Linked DNA regions of Astyanax mexicanus: region 2 is linked to region 1. A link is a contact called in public Hi-C data. All regions are on one chromosome and are shown on one strand. Each heading gives the region's core, a stretch centred on a gene start, on an enhancer-like site or on the middle of the called end of the contact. The rest is flanking DNA. Distances are from core to core; before and after follow the strand shown. Region 1 holds the start of midn (midnolin). Region 2 has its middle 19 kb from the start of cirbpb.

Evidence for each region. Hi-C and Micro-C count contacts between places; a contact is called where the count stands out from the background.
Region 2: a Hi-C map of muscle shows a contact between it and region 1, with 9 times the contacts expected there. The contact joins the enhancer-like site here to the promoter of midn in region 1. A contact is called at or near these places in 2 of 3 Hi-C or Micro-C datasets (both in muscle).

The regions. Positions count from the first base shown.
Region 1 is chr16:13,572,225-13,579,090 of AstMex3_surface, forward strand. It overlaps midn (midnolin), which reads left to right and starts at 2,410. Exons shown (of 8, transcript XM_007252620.4): 1 at 2,410-2,644; 2 at 4,879-5,107; 3 at 6,702-6,789. The coding sequence starts at 2,572.
Region 2 is chr16:13,730,048-13,736,913 of AstMex3_surface, forward strand. No RefSeq gene overlaps it. Among protein-coding and RNA genes, the nearest start is that of cirbpb, 19 kb to the right of the region's middle. Within about 2 kb of position 2,679, the one cell type or tissue checked has an H3K27ac peak away from gene starts, as active enhancers do.

The DNA of each region.
Region 1 (6,866 bases), core at 1,160-3,659:
GGGGAATCCATCCAGCTCTTGTTAAAACCAGATAGCAAATCTGGATCCCAACTGTTTAGTAAACACTTATGCTATAAGGTATAGAGTATATTGACGCTGTCCAATAAAAAACATGCGGAGCTCCAAACAGCAACTTTTTGACTTCCATTAAACGTTTAATGGAAGTCAATGTAAAAAGAGTTTTTAGGTCATTTTGGAGAATTGGTCCATTCATCAAGAAGTTTGTGTGTTCAAACTATATACTTGTTTTAATGCATAGTGAAAAATAAATGGTGATTCAACATTTAACTTTTTCTATCTGGGTAGCCTGTTTTGTCCTTTGGTTTACTACTTTTTATTTTAAAATAAATAAATCATACCATAAACTACTATTCTACACTAACCTGTGTATTTGAAATAAGACCGATGTAACATTCATGCATGAATGTGCTTCAATATCTGCAGAAATTGCTCTAGTTTGAAATTATGATTATATCTAACACCTGCTAAAAGACTGATTACACTGAATTATATAATTGATTGATTAGTAATTAATGTTAAATTTTCAAGTACATACTTCAAGTAATGTTATATTATTGCAAATAATATTTGCACAAAACGTCTTAGAAACCTCCCCACGTTACCCTAAACATTAGTAAACACTATGAGCTGTGGTTTTGTCTGAACTCGTTTTTAGTGAAAACGATATAAATTTCTACTGACGTTGTAACAGTTGAGCTCCGCGTCGTTTGCGCTGTGACGTCACCGGGGTACGTAAAAGTAAGTAACCAGGCTCGTGTTTACCGTCCTGTTCTTTGCGTATCCTGGCAACGTGTTTTGCTGCGCTGGTTGCTTAGCGTCTCCCCCCTCCCATCCCGGCCCTCACAGATGTGTCGTCATAGCTGGCCACGCCTCCAACCTCCCAAAGGCGTCCCTTCTTTTACAAGGCGACGTGTTTAAGGTGGAATTGGCAAAAAGCACAACATTAAGAGAAGCTAACGTGAATGTGTAGTTATAACATTATAAATATTTAATGTATTTTTCTGTATGTTTGTATATGTGGTGTATAGAAATATAGACACCAGTGTGCAAAAATATAGACACCCAGGGACAGTATATATATATATATATATATATATATATTTATTTACAGCCCACTTTTAAACTGACACTGTTCCCATCTAGGCAAACAGCATATGTGCATTTGCAGTGTACAACCCAGACGGGGCCAGGCTATCACTGAGCCTGATGGGGTCAATCCGGGACATCCATTTGTGGGACCAACATGAGAAATCGATCCGTTACATATGCATATTTATATGTATATAAAGTGCCAGTCAAGATAGAATATTCTTATTAATATTTGTTCAGTTTGTATTATTTACTACATTGTAGAATAATATTGAAGATTTAAAAACGACAAAAGAACACATAGACAATTGGTCAAGTAAAGTAGTTTTATTGCCAATGCTGCATATGTACAGGACATACAGAGAATTGAAATTAAGTTACTCTCCTTCCCAATTTTACAGCAAGTACAGATAATAGATATAATAAAAGAAAGAATGGGAGACACTATGTGTACAATACAGCAGGGACACAAATAGACATACATGAGACAGAAACAAGGTGCAGTAGTGTGGGGGAGAAATAGATATATAAATATAAGCAAAAAGAAATAAGATATATAATCTAAAAGAGTGGGAGACACTATATGTACAATACAACAAGACACAATAAACATACGTAAGACGGAAGACAATAGTGCAATATTGATGGTGATTGAGATGGAATGACAGTATAAATGGAACCCATATAACAGTAGTGGAAGTAGAAAAAAGTGGGTAGTAGAAAAAACTTGCCTTCACAAACACCTGACATAGTCAAGGAAAAGCAGTTAACAGCTGCTCAGCACCTCTAGGAACACCTTTAGGACAGTTGGAGAACCATTCCAGGTTCTACTATAAAAAGCAGAGAAGAGAATAATGCCAAGAGTTGGCATCAATGCAACAGGTGTTTTTTTGAAGACATATGGCTTGTTAAACCATTTTTTGTTCACTTCATAATTGCATATGCATTTTTCACAATTTTGATGTTGTCAATATTAATCTTCCATTTAGAAAACCAAAAATAAAAAAAAAACATTAAATGAGAAGTTGTGTGTCTAAACGTTTGAATATTACTGTATATAAATGTGTATGAGTGTGTGTGTATGAGTCTCTGTGTGTTTGTGTGACCTGATTTGATTTAATAACTCAAAGCCTTAAGTCATTGTAAATACAGGCTAATACAGTCATTGTGTATCGTCTATTTGAACTCTCCACCTTAACACTCAGTCACACCGCAGCAGCTAACGCCGACACTCCACCCACTCCCCACCCACCCGGCCGGAGCTGCATTACCTCCAGCTTCAGCGTTAAGCTCGGCTAAATCACTGAGAGTCGAACCGGCTCTCAGAACGGCTGGTAAAAAGGAGTCGACCCAGCTCCCTCAGCAGCAGTCTGGCTCTGGTTCTGAGAGGCTGTGGACTATAACGTGGATCGCTGCTTTGGATCATTGCTGGTTGTTCTAGAGCAGATTTCTACTCAGTACATGCCAAAACTGGGGAATTTTGAGGATTGTGGAACTTTATCGCGGAACTTTGAGATTTTCGCCACTATTATTGGTATGTATCATGACGTTAACGTTACTTGATTTAGATACCGGGATATACATTTCAACTAGTTACTAGCTAAGTTATACTATTATATGAGCCTAGAATTTAGAACTGTTTTCTTTTTTGCTGAAGTCAATATCAAATTGATGTCCAAAATGTAAAAATCCAGCGTAACCAGAACTAGAATATTTAAGTTAACCTACTTTATCGACCTGAAATTGCCACAGACGTGATTAGACCTTATTAAAAATGCCATAACGTTAAATATCATAGCTAAGCTACATTTCATAGCTAACTAACTAAATACATTGAAGGTAATTTAAATAGCTAACGCTAGCTAAAACAGGTTAGGTTATCTGCTAGCTATGTTATCTAGATTAACTAGTTAACGTTAGCTATTAAGCTAGCCAACCGTGCTAACGCTTCTTTATTTGAGCCAGTTAACTAACCGGTACGCTAGTGAGCTAATTTGAACTGTTTATCCTTATTAACTAAAGCTAGCTAGCACAGTTAGCTAACTACTGCTGTGGTATTGTGTTGTGGTTTCCTTCCCATGTGTAACGTTATTGTTATAAATGAGCTAGTGTTAGCTAACTACGTTAAATTAACTGTTAAATAGTAATTTGACCCTTTTCTATGTAACGTTAACGTTATATAATTTACCACCGTTGCTAACTAACTAGCTGTTAACCAGCTAAATGTTAATCTCGACAGTTTGTAGTTATATCTAGCTTATCTGGCTTTCTGTTCAGGCACTGTCATATGCTATACTAGCTTGTGTTTTTGGCTAAGGATAGCCCATGCAACCTAAGTTACTTATGAACACCTGATCACTCTTTATTTAGAGATGACGACGAAATTGGTCTTTAAACGTTGTTTATAATGTTTTCTGCTTGACAGAACGTCAGAAAACGATGCACTGGCTATATAAACTGGGTTTATGACAGCTTTAGTAACAGCACATGCCTGTGTTCACCACTAGTGGGCGGTGTAGTATCTGTTTTAACCCCTACGAAAAAAAAGCAGCCATGCAATATAATTTACTGTTTTGCTTCCATTAATCAATTGATCAATCCATCGATACATCAGTCCGTTTTCTCAGTACATTAAAGGTGACCCTTATTGTGGCTTAGTGTAGCTGAGCATTTGCAATGAACAGGGGTTGAAAAAATATATAAATATTTATTGCATGTATGGCTGCTGTGTAAATGCTGCATGGGTTCTGTATGTAATTCTGTATGAATAATGTATAAGCCCCCTTAATGGATGTCTATATGAATTTTGTCTTGTATAGAAGCTCTATGGATGCTGTTAAATACTACGTGGAATTCTGTACGCACTCCTGTATAGGTGCTTCATGGATTTCTGATATGCTAGCTATATGTTAGTGGTCGCAGCAGTGCACAACCCGTTGATGAGGCCCTTTTGTTATGGTAGCAGTTCTGCATTATGAATGGTCTTAGGACAGTAGAGGGCGGGTCAGTGCCTGTGTCGAAGCCGCTCACGCCCCTCCCACTCTGACGCGATTCGTCCTCCATGAGGGTAAAAGACTCGCTTCAAATCGGAGGGGGAAGGTGGTGTGGGCGGGGCATATCCTCCACGTGGGTGTCCACGTCTCTTTCCGATTGGCCTAAAGTACCGACGTCTTCGACTGGTTCTGACCTGATTGGTCGGCGGGGCAGGAGGGTGTGGGTGGAGTCGTAACGCGCTGGCGGTGTGTTGTAAAGTGGGGGCGGGTTAAAGAAGCTCATTCTGATGCTGTAGGATCGGAGAGCTGCGCGCTGGCTGGAGGAGCACGGGGTCTGGCCGGGTGTGAAGCTTGCGCTCTTCTTGCTCTCTGTCTGGCGAATCGAAAGCGAGCAGCGTTGTAAAGGACAGTCCGGTGCGCGCGATGTGCGGTTTGTTTGTCTGCGCCGGGTGCGCGCGTTCATCGTGTTTATAGGCATAATACAAATACGAGCTTTGTTTGATCGACGTGGATCGTCTGTTTTTGGACGCTCGGAAAGGGAACAGGGATTGATTTGCGTGCTCCTGGTGATTCCTGGGAATGCTGCCCTAGCTATCTAACTCGCTCTTGGCTTTCTGGTCCCACTGGAGCGGCGGAACGGAGCATTAACGCACGGTGTTATCAGAAAAGCACCGTCCCTGGTAGCTACCCAGCATATACAAACGGACTTGCTTTCTCTCCCTCTTTCTTATCCTCTCTCTTTCTCTCGCCTCGCCTCCCCCCGTTACACGCGCAGGCTACCGAATGGAGCAGCAGCCAAGCGCACGGAGCTGCCCGAGCCGCGGAGCCCCGTCCTGCGAGGCCGTCCCGGGAGAGCCTCCCATCAGCCTGCAAATCCAGTCCACCACGGGAACGCGCTTCGAGCTCTCCCTGCCGGCCGAGGAGACTGTGGAGGGGCTGAAAAGAAGACTGTCCCAGAGACTGAAGGTCCCCAAAGAGAGACTAGCTCTGCTGCACAAAGAGACGTGAGTATATACGTTCAGCTACGTAGTTGTGCATGTCTTCTCTCTCTCTTCTTTTTTCTGTTCTATTTTCCACCCCCTGCTGTTTTAAAGGTAAATAGGTCAGGGAAGGAACCTTCTGGCATGTTAATACAGGGGCCATGTTTAGCCTTTAAGCTCTCTGAGGCTGTCCAACCATTATTTACTGCATGCATCCAATAGAACAAAGCACTGCCCCCTTCCATTAAACCTTTTAGTCTATGTTGCCAATTCCCCCATTTCCTATGTAAGCGTTCCAAAGACGTACTTACTAGCTAACCTAGTTAGCAGCTAGCTACGTTTCTTTTGCTCACATAGTTAACTAACTAGTTAACGTACTTAAGGTAGATAGAAAATGTTAGCTTTATTATAAATGGAGCGCTTTTTTCTGCCTAACTTGGTAACCTACCCCCCTCACTGTGTCCATGTTTAAATTTTTAACATTCATAGCCTTTATCACCTAACATTCTCTATCCAAACCTAGAAATTTATGAATTCATGCCTAATCCAGGGCCTAATCCAAAAATATTCAATTCTGCGCACTGAAAAACCCTCCTTGATCTGGTTACAACCCCAACCCCAATTATTTAGACTTACTGTAGGTTTAGCTTAGCCTGCCTGGCTGGATTAGCAGATGTCATTTTTAAAGCAGAAGCAAGACAATAAATGTTCCCCTACCGAGCCACACAATGCCACACTAGAATATTCCTCCTTAATGTTGAAAAGGGCAATGTTAGTTTCACCAAGCTCTCCACTCCGCCTAACAATAACACAAAGGTGGCAAAGCTGGGAGGAGAGCGAGAGAGAGCCCTCTTTGTCACTTGCAAATGACCCCTAACAGTTGCATTGTTTTTCATTTGAATTGGGCCAATTTAACGACCTCCTCGAGTAATCGCCTCCACCAAATTACATCATGGGCTTCTGCTCAATGTCTTCTTCTTGAAGACGGTTTTGGGTGCCTGTAGGCTATGCAGCCAGCCAGTCAGCCCCTTTGTTCAGTAGGAGGTGACATTTAGCTATTTAGCTAGCCCTAGCACAAGTCTGTATGATTACAATGTACATCAGCACTTTGGAGGGGGTTGCCCTGCTTGCTGCCTAACAAGCTGCCTTAGTGTAATGTAAGCTGTAGGCTTTATTGTACATATTAACACACAAACACTGTTAGTGTTATTTTTGCTGTTTTGTGCTATTTTAATCACAAATGTTATTTTAAGCCCAAGTGCTGCTGCATTCAAGTTTCATAACCATAAATAAAATCAACAGAAACTGTATCTGGCAGCTGACTGGCTGCATTTGCATGGGAGAGTTGTAGATAAGCTAACTAAGGAGTCATACTCTTGCTTTGATAGAGCTATCTACTAGTCACTGAGTACATTGTTTACAGTATATCATGCACGTAAGTGATTAGTACACAATGACAAACAAAAAAAATAAGTTTGTCATGTTTGAGACATTTGGCTAAAGTGGCATGTAGCTAAAGTGGAAAAATGTAATGAAACTTTGATGATGATTTTATTTTCATCTTATAAGACTGCCAGCGGGCTCCGAAAGCTTACTCGAGTTTTCGTCTTCTCTGCAGGCGCCTGAGTTCAGGGAAACTTCAGGACTTGGGCATTACAGACGGGAGCAAGTTGACTCTTGTCCCGACAGTCGAAGCAGGCCTTATGGTAATGATTCCGCTGACCTCATGCAGCAGATATTTTGACACCCATCTGAAAAACGCACCTCCGGAGAAACTGACTGA
Region 2 (6,866 bases), core at 1,429-3,928, 160 kb after region 1:
AATAAAACGTTACATTTTATTTTCTATTTCAGTACAGACAATATAAGTTCCCAATGTTTCATGTTTCATGTTTTGTCATGTCAACATAATTTCTTTTATTAATATAAATCAATTTCTTCATTTCACCCCTGCAATAAATGTAGAATAAAACACAGGAGAAATGTAGGACTACTGATAAATAAAAAAAGAAATCTTACAGTATATATATATATATATATATATATATATATATATATATATATATATATATATATATATATATATATATGTATATATATGTGTGTGTGTGTGTTTTTCTGTAAAAGCCCACTCCACCCTGTTCTGTAAGATACCTTCGTCAGGAGAGGCTCTGCTCTGCTCCAGAGACACCTGCATGAGTGAGTCTGTGAGTTTGAGTGATGAACGTAATGTGTGTGTGTGTGTGTCTGTGTTTGTGGAGGGGTCATTAAGTCCTCTGTCAGTATCACGCGCCACAACTTGTGAACGCTGAGTTCAGAAGACACCCACGCTGAGCTAAACCCTCATATCCTGTGTGTGTGGGCGTGTGAGCGTGCGAGTGTGTGTGTGTGTGTGTTCAAGGTACTTCCTGTTAAAGCTCACCTGGCTCAAACTCATACACACATACTGTATTTATTCCTTGAGAGCAGAACAGCTGGGTGAAAGGAGTTATGGATCATGGTGATGACCGTTGATGACCCATTGATGTTGAGATATATCTATGAATATTTGTTATATGATGTTTGTAGCCTTTTATAACAACTGACATAGACCATACCTAGCCTACGTTAGCTAGTTACAACATTTACACAACCTAGGTTATACTGTAAACCTATGTAGCTGTAACAGATTTTCCAACCGTTGACATAGTCTAGGTTAAAAACTTATTTGTTAAGTTTAGCTTTTGGTATTTAATGTTTTCCTTAGATAAAGGCTGCTTTTCCAAGGGTTCTTGGACATAGGGAATTGTGGGTATTGTGGTAAAGTGAGATTCTGGTGCTGTTGTCCTCTACAACCCACTGTACCACTCAGTGATCACTCAGGTTTGCTGACTGTGGAGTGGGTGGATGCCAGTGTTTTTGGGTGCCTCAGTGTCTATATTACCTTCTGGCTCTCTCCTTTTAGTTAGGCTGTAATATTTAGATCTGCTGGAGGCAATTGCACATTACTGGCTGTTCTCCATGAATACAGTCAAAACGAATTCCTTAAATCTTTTACAAACCTTTTTTGTGTTATTGAATGCCCACCTGATGGGCTCGTCTGATAGTAATAGAAGTCTGTGGATGCCAGGCTTCCCCATCACTCAACAAAGATCAGCTACATCACAGTCCATCGCCTAGTTTATACCAACGGCCTCAGACTAGTTGCTCACTATCCACTTCTGATTACATCAAAGTTTGCATGAACTGTAACTAGGAATTTTCTTACTAATTCCATTACAGGGGTCGGACAATGAAACTGAAACACCTGGTTTAAGACCACAATAATTTATTGTCCCAACAGACAGTTCTGGTGGAAACAGGAGAGTTGAGGCACGCATTGAATTCTGCCGTGATTTGGGCAGCCGTGGTTTTATGTTTTTTGGATACAATCCAGGATAGCACCCAAAAACATCCCTTTCAGACAGCTTCCTCTTATAGTATCCACAGTTAATCCTGTTGGATGTGGTTCGTCCTTTTTGATGGTATGCTGACATTACCTTGGATACTGTGGCTCTTGATACATCACAAGACTTGCTGTCTTGGTCACAGATGCGCCAGCAAGATGTGCACCAACAATTTGTCCTCTTTTGAACTCTGGTATGTCGCCCGTAATGTTGTGTGCATTGCAATATTTTGAGCAAAACTGTGCTCTTACCCTGCTAATTGAACCTTCACACTCTGCTCTTACTGGTGCAATGTGCAATTAATTTCAATTTTGCTCCAATTTAGCCATGAAACCTCCCACACTAAAATTACAGGTGTTTCAGTTTCATTGTCCAACCCCTGTATAGTGACTTTTTAACATTCATTCATAATCATTATCTGACCAGAGGAGGATGGGTCCCCCTTATATGTTAGCTTTGATAGTATATTTCGTCTAAGGTTTCTTCCTTGCGTCTGTTGCTGACTGGAGGTTCTATGTTCTATGTTCAATTCTCTGTCCTGCTATCATATTTCTGTAAAGCAGCTTTGCAACAATATCAGTTGCAAACTGTATGCATGTTTATGTCAAACCGGACACGTGTTTGCATCTGTTTGCCTTTCTTTTTACTTTGGCCATTTTTTGTCTGTGATCTGCTGGACCTCCCATTCACTTTAGCACCCATCGCTCATCTCCCACTCCTTTTCTGAAAGCCTGGCTATTGTGCTTGTTCTCTGCTCCACATGCCGGTGAGCCCCCCCTGCAAGAGCCTCAGACAAGACCCCCAGTATGTGTTCCGAAAGCATGAGGCGCAACCTGCAGGTGTGTTCCCCTTTGTCCCCTCTTGACAAAACACAACCTTCAGACATGCTGAGTATTTTCTGTGGGCTGTTCCCGTCCCCAAAACGTCGACGTCCCCCTCCGGCTCCATTCCCATCCTCCTCTCTAGCGCCATATTTTCACACTAGTCTCTTTTTCTCTTTCCCCCCTTACTCTCCCTCTCAGTCACTGCCCTCTGCCCCATTTCACGCTCTCAATGCTCTCACCCCAGACCACATTCTTCTGCGAGTGGGCGGGCGGGAGTTCCAATGGGTATGTGGGGGCCTTAGGGAGCCGGGACAGGCTGTGTTCAGCGGAGGAAGGGAGGGACAGAGCCTTTTCTCCTCCTCTCCTCCTCTATTCCTCTCCCCCCTGTCTCTCCTGGACTGAGAGGGGCATGGATGGGGGGAGTCGGTGCAGAGCGAAGGCCTCGGGATGGCAGAAGAGAGGAGAAATTGCTCCAGACAGCTGTTCTAAAGCAGGGTCAGTTAAAAAAAAACACACTCATATCCAGCACAAGAGCACACTCCCCCACATATACAGTATACACACACACATATATTGCAGCCAGTGTGGGAGCTGATCAGTGGGGGCCCCCTGCTGGAGCCCTTATACCACTGCAGGTTCTACAGAAAACGTTTTACACACTGCGGCCTGGAGTGGCTCTTTAAGGCTGGAGCCATGAAGCAAACATGCAAATCATTACAACGTTAGCCAGTTATAATATCTAATATTAACCTACAAAGGCAAGGATGTCCATGGCTGTGCCTGTTGTTATAGTTACAACTGGCATAAAGCTGTATAAACATTTATGTCAGTTTCCGTACAATATGTATTCTTATAACTGGCCTACGTAAGCTGGTTTCAACAACAGGCATAGACCTGTATAGTCATTTATGTCAGTTGCCCTGCAATATGTATTTTTAAACTTAGCCTACGTAAGCCAGTTACAACAACTGACATATACCTGTATAGTCATTTATGTCAGTTGCCCTGCAAAATGTATTGTTATAACTGGCCTATGTAAGCCGGTTACAACAACTGACATATACCTGTATAGTCATATATGTCAGTTGCCCTGCAAAATGTATTGTTATAACTGGCCTACAGAAGCCGGTTACAACAACTGACATTTACCTGTATAGTCATTTATGTCAGTTGCCATACAATATGTATTCTTAAACCTAGCCTACGTAAGATAGTTACAACAACTGACATTTACCTGTATAGCCATTTATGTCAGTTGCCGTACAATATGCATTCTTATAACTGGCCTACATAAGCTACTAACAACAACTGACATAAACTTGCGAAAGCATTTATGTCAGTTGCCTTATCTATTGTTATAATAGATAGCTTACATGTCGTCTACTGAATAAACCTGACTTATTGTTGCAACTGGCCTACACAAGCTAGTTACAACAACTGACATAAACTTGTCAATCGTCATACCCAGCTGGCCTGCATAAGCTAGTTAATACATATTGCTTAATTGACCTACAACATACCTTGTTGCAACACCTGGCATAAACCTGTACACAAATTTATGTCAGTTGCCGTACCATACGTATTGTTATAACTGGCCTTCACTTAATGTCAGCTGCTCTACCTACTGACCAGCATACACTTGTCAAGATAACTGACACAAACCTGATTTATTGGTATAACAGCTCTTCCTAAGCTAGTCATAACAACTGACATTAAACTGTCTGGATATTTATGGCAGATGCTCTTCCTTTTGTCATAACTTGCCTACAACAACTGATATAAACCTGAGTAGACATGTATGTCAATCGTCATACCCAACTGGCCTGGGTTAACTAGTTTAAACAACTGACATATGCCTGTACGGACATTTATGTAATTTATTTGTTATATCTGTCCTACATAAGCAAGTTACAACACTTGACATGGCTTTATGTCTGCATCAATAAACACAAGCAGGCTCTTGGTCGCCTGAAATACCTCTTTGTAGCCAAGGAATTCATGCATGATGTCAGCATATTTCACATACAGTGTGTTGCAGAGTTACCGCATGCACATTGCTAACCCTCAAGGAATGGCCTTGACAGTCAAGGAGCTGGAGAGTGATCTCCAAGAATGAAAAAAATTCAACCCTTGAGACTTTGAGTGGCTTCAAAAAGATTATCTGCTATGTTTGCTTGTAGTAGCAGCAGTTGGCTGCCCTGTTCAAAACTCAAAAAATTTAAGTCTGTTTTACATAAAATTGGATATTTCTAAAGATTACTCAACTATTTTATGTTAGTGGGCACTATAAACATTCAAACTGAGATCTTTGAGTTGAACCAACTTATAATAACTGAGTTTAGTGTGTTGCCATTAACAACTTCTTTTCCATTGGCTTCTGTCACAATCTATTTGCATACTGGGTGTGTCCAACAGTTTCTGACACTCACCATCAGTGTGTAGTGATTCCCCCTGGGCTCCCTTAGAAATAAATCAAGTTCCCCATTCAGTTGTAATAACTTGATGTTTTAATGCATACTAACTCAAGTTTTCATTCCCCATTACTTAAAACGTCTGAGCAAACCAGCTGCCTTAAAAAAGTGAAGTAAACTCAACTTATCCGGTCTTACAGTATAACAAAAATAAAAAAGTTAAATCAACTTCCTCTTTAGTTGTAAAAACTTGATGTTTTCAATTTTTGCTAACTCAACTTTTCATTCCCCATTACTTAAAAAAAAGAGCAAACCAGCTGCCTTAAAAAAGTTAAGTAAACTAAACTTATCCGGTCTTACAGTATAACAAAAATAAAAAAGTTAAATCAACTTCCCCTTTAGTTGTAAAAACTTGATGTTCTAAGTTATGCTAACTTAAGTTTTCTTTACCCATTACTTAACTTTTTTAATGCAAGTAAATTCAACTTTTCCGGGCTTACAGTGTAGGTGTGAGTTCTAAACCACACCATGACCTGAAACTGCAGGCCTAGTACTGCAGCTTACCCCTGAATCTGCATCTCAGGGTTTTGGAGGAGTCAGATTTTTTCCACACACTGCTACAACACTATAAGAGTTTGAGTTACTTGATCCACCTTACTGCTAAAGATAATAGTTAGCAAAGACAAGCTTAGGAATTTTGTTTCAGTATTTATTATTAATAGCCTTAACGTCAATGCAAAATACTGGAAATTCATGCTGTCAGCATTTTGAGCATGCCATGCTAAATCTCAATGATTGGCCTTGGCAGACATCAGATTTTTTTTCTATTTTTTCCCATTTGCTCCCCAATTTACAGGGCCAATTACCCAACCCATTCATTAGGACTCCCCCTATCACTACTGATGCCTCAACACACTCTTCTGGTGCTCCAGGTCATTCGCCCAACACTACCCATAAAGTGTGTCCTTTACTGCTTGTTTTTGTAGTCTTATCATAGAATACTTTCCACACCTTTGTGTAGTTGTAGCAAATGTACAAACTTCAGCTTTTTTTTTTACTGTTATAGCTTATTAACGTAATGTATGGCTACAAAAAAATAAATGCAGAAATATCTGCAGAAAATGGCAAAAAAGGTGCAATAAATCATTGATTTTAAGTAATACTGCACTTTTCACATTTCTTTCTACTGGTGTTAGTATTTTTTTAGCAGAGGCAGCAGCCCCACACTCCACCATCTGATCCTCTGGCTCAAATACCAGAGACCAGATGACTTCTGTACTGTACTGATCATTACATTCCTAGTATGAGTCAAACCAGGTCAGTCTGCAGCGGTATTATTTAACATATGTGTTATTGGTGCCTTGTTGGCCCAGATCCAGGCAAATAACTGGGTGTTGCCTTCATCTGTGTCTGTGAAGATCAGTGCAGAAGAGATACTGGCAGTGAATCATTTCCAGCCAGACCCAGTCCAGGAGGTCACAGTGACTGCATTGCCCTCGCCATGAGGCAATAAAAGGCTTGAATAACAAGGACAGATTGTTGTGTCAGTCACTTTGAGTCATGATGCTGAGACTGTGTTTTGTTACTCATTTGGATCTTGTCCAATCCTGTACCTTAATCCTGTTTATTAACACGTGTCTTATCTCTTCATCTGTTTTTTTTTTCTCTGTTGTTTCTAATAAGCTCTTCTGTCCTGGAACCTCTGTCCTGTGTCGGGCCTGTGGGCTGTGTGTGGTGTGAGGGGGCAGGACAGGAAAGGGTGGGTGACGAGTGAATAGCATTTCCTGCTGTCTCTTCGCTCTGTGCCTTCAGGTTATCGATCAGCGCAGACCAAGCTAATGTACGCCCACATCAGTTGTTGCAATACACACACACACACACACACACACTCGCACCTAAACTCACAATCCACATACACACTTTTCTCCAAACCACAACCATATGACAGCTCTCAGAGTGGGGCTGGTCTCTGGATGCTATTTACATCTTTACGTCTTTCTCAACACAGCATGCACTGACTGAGAAGAA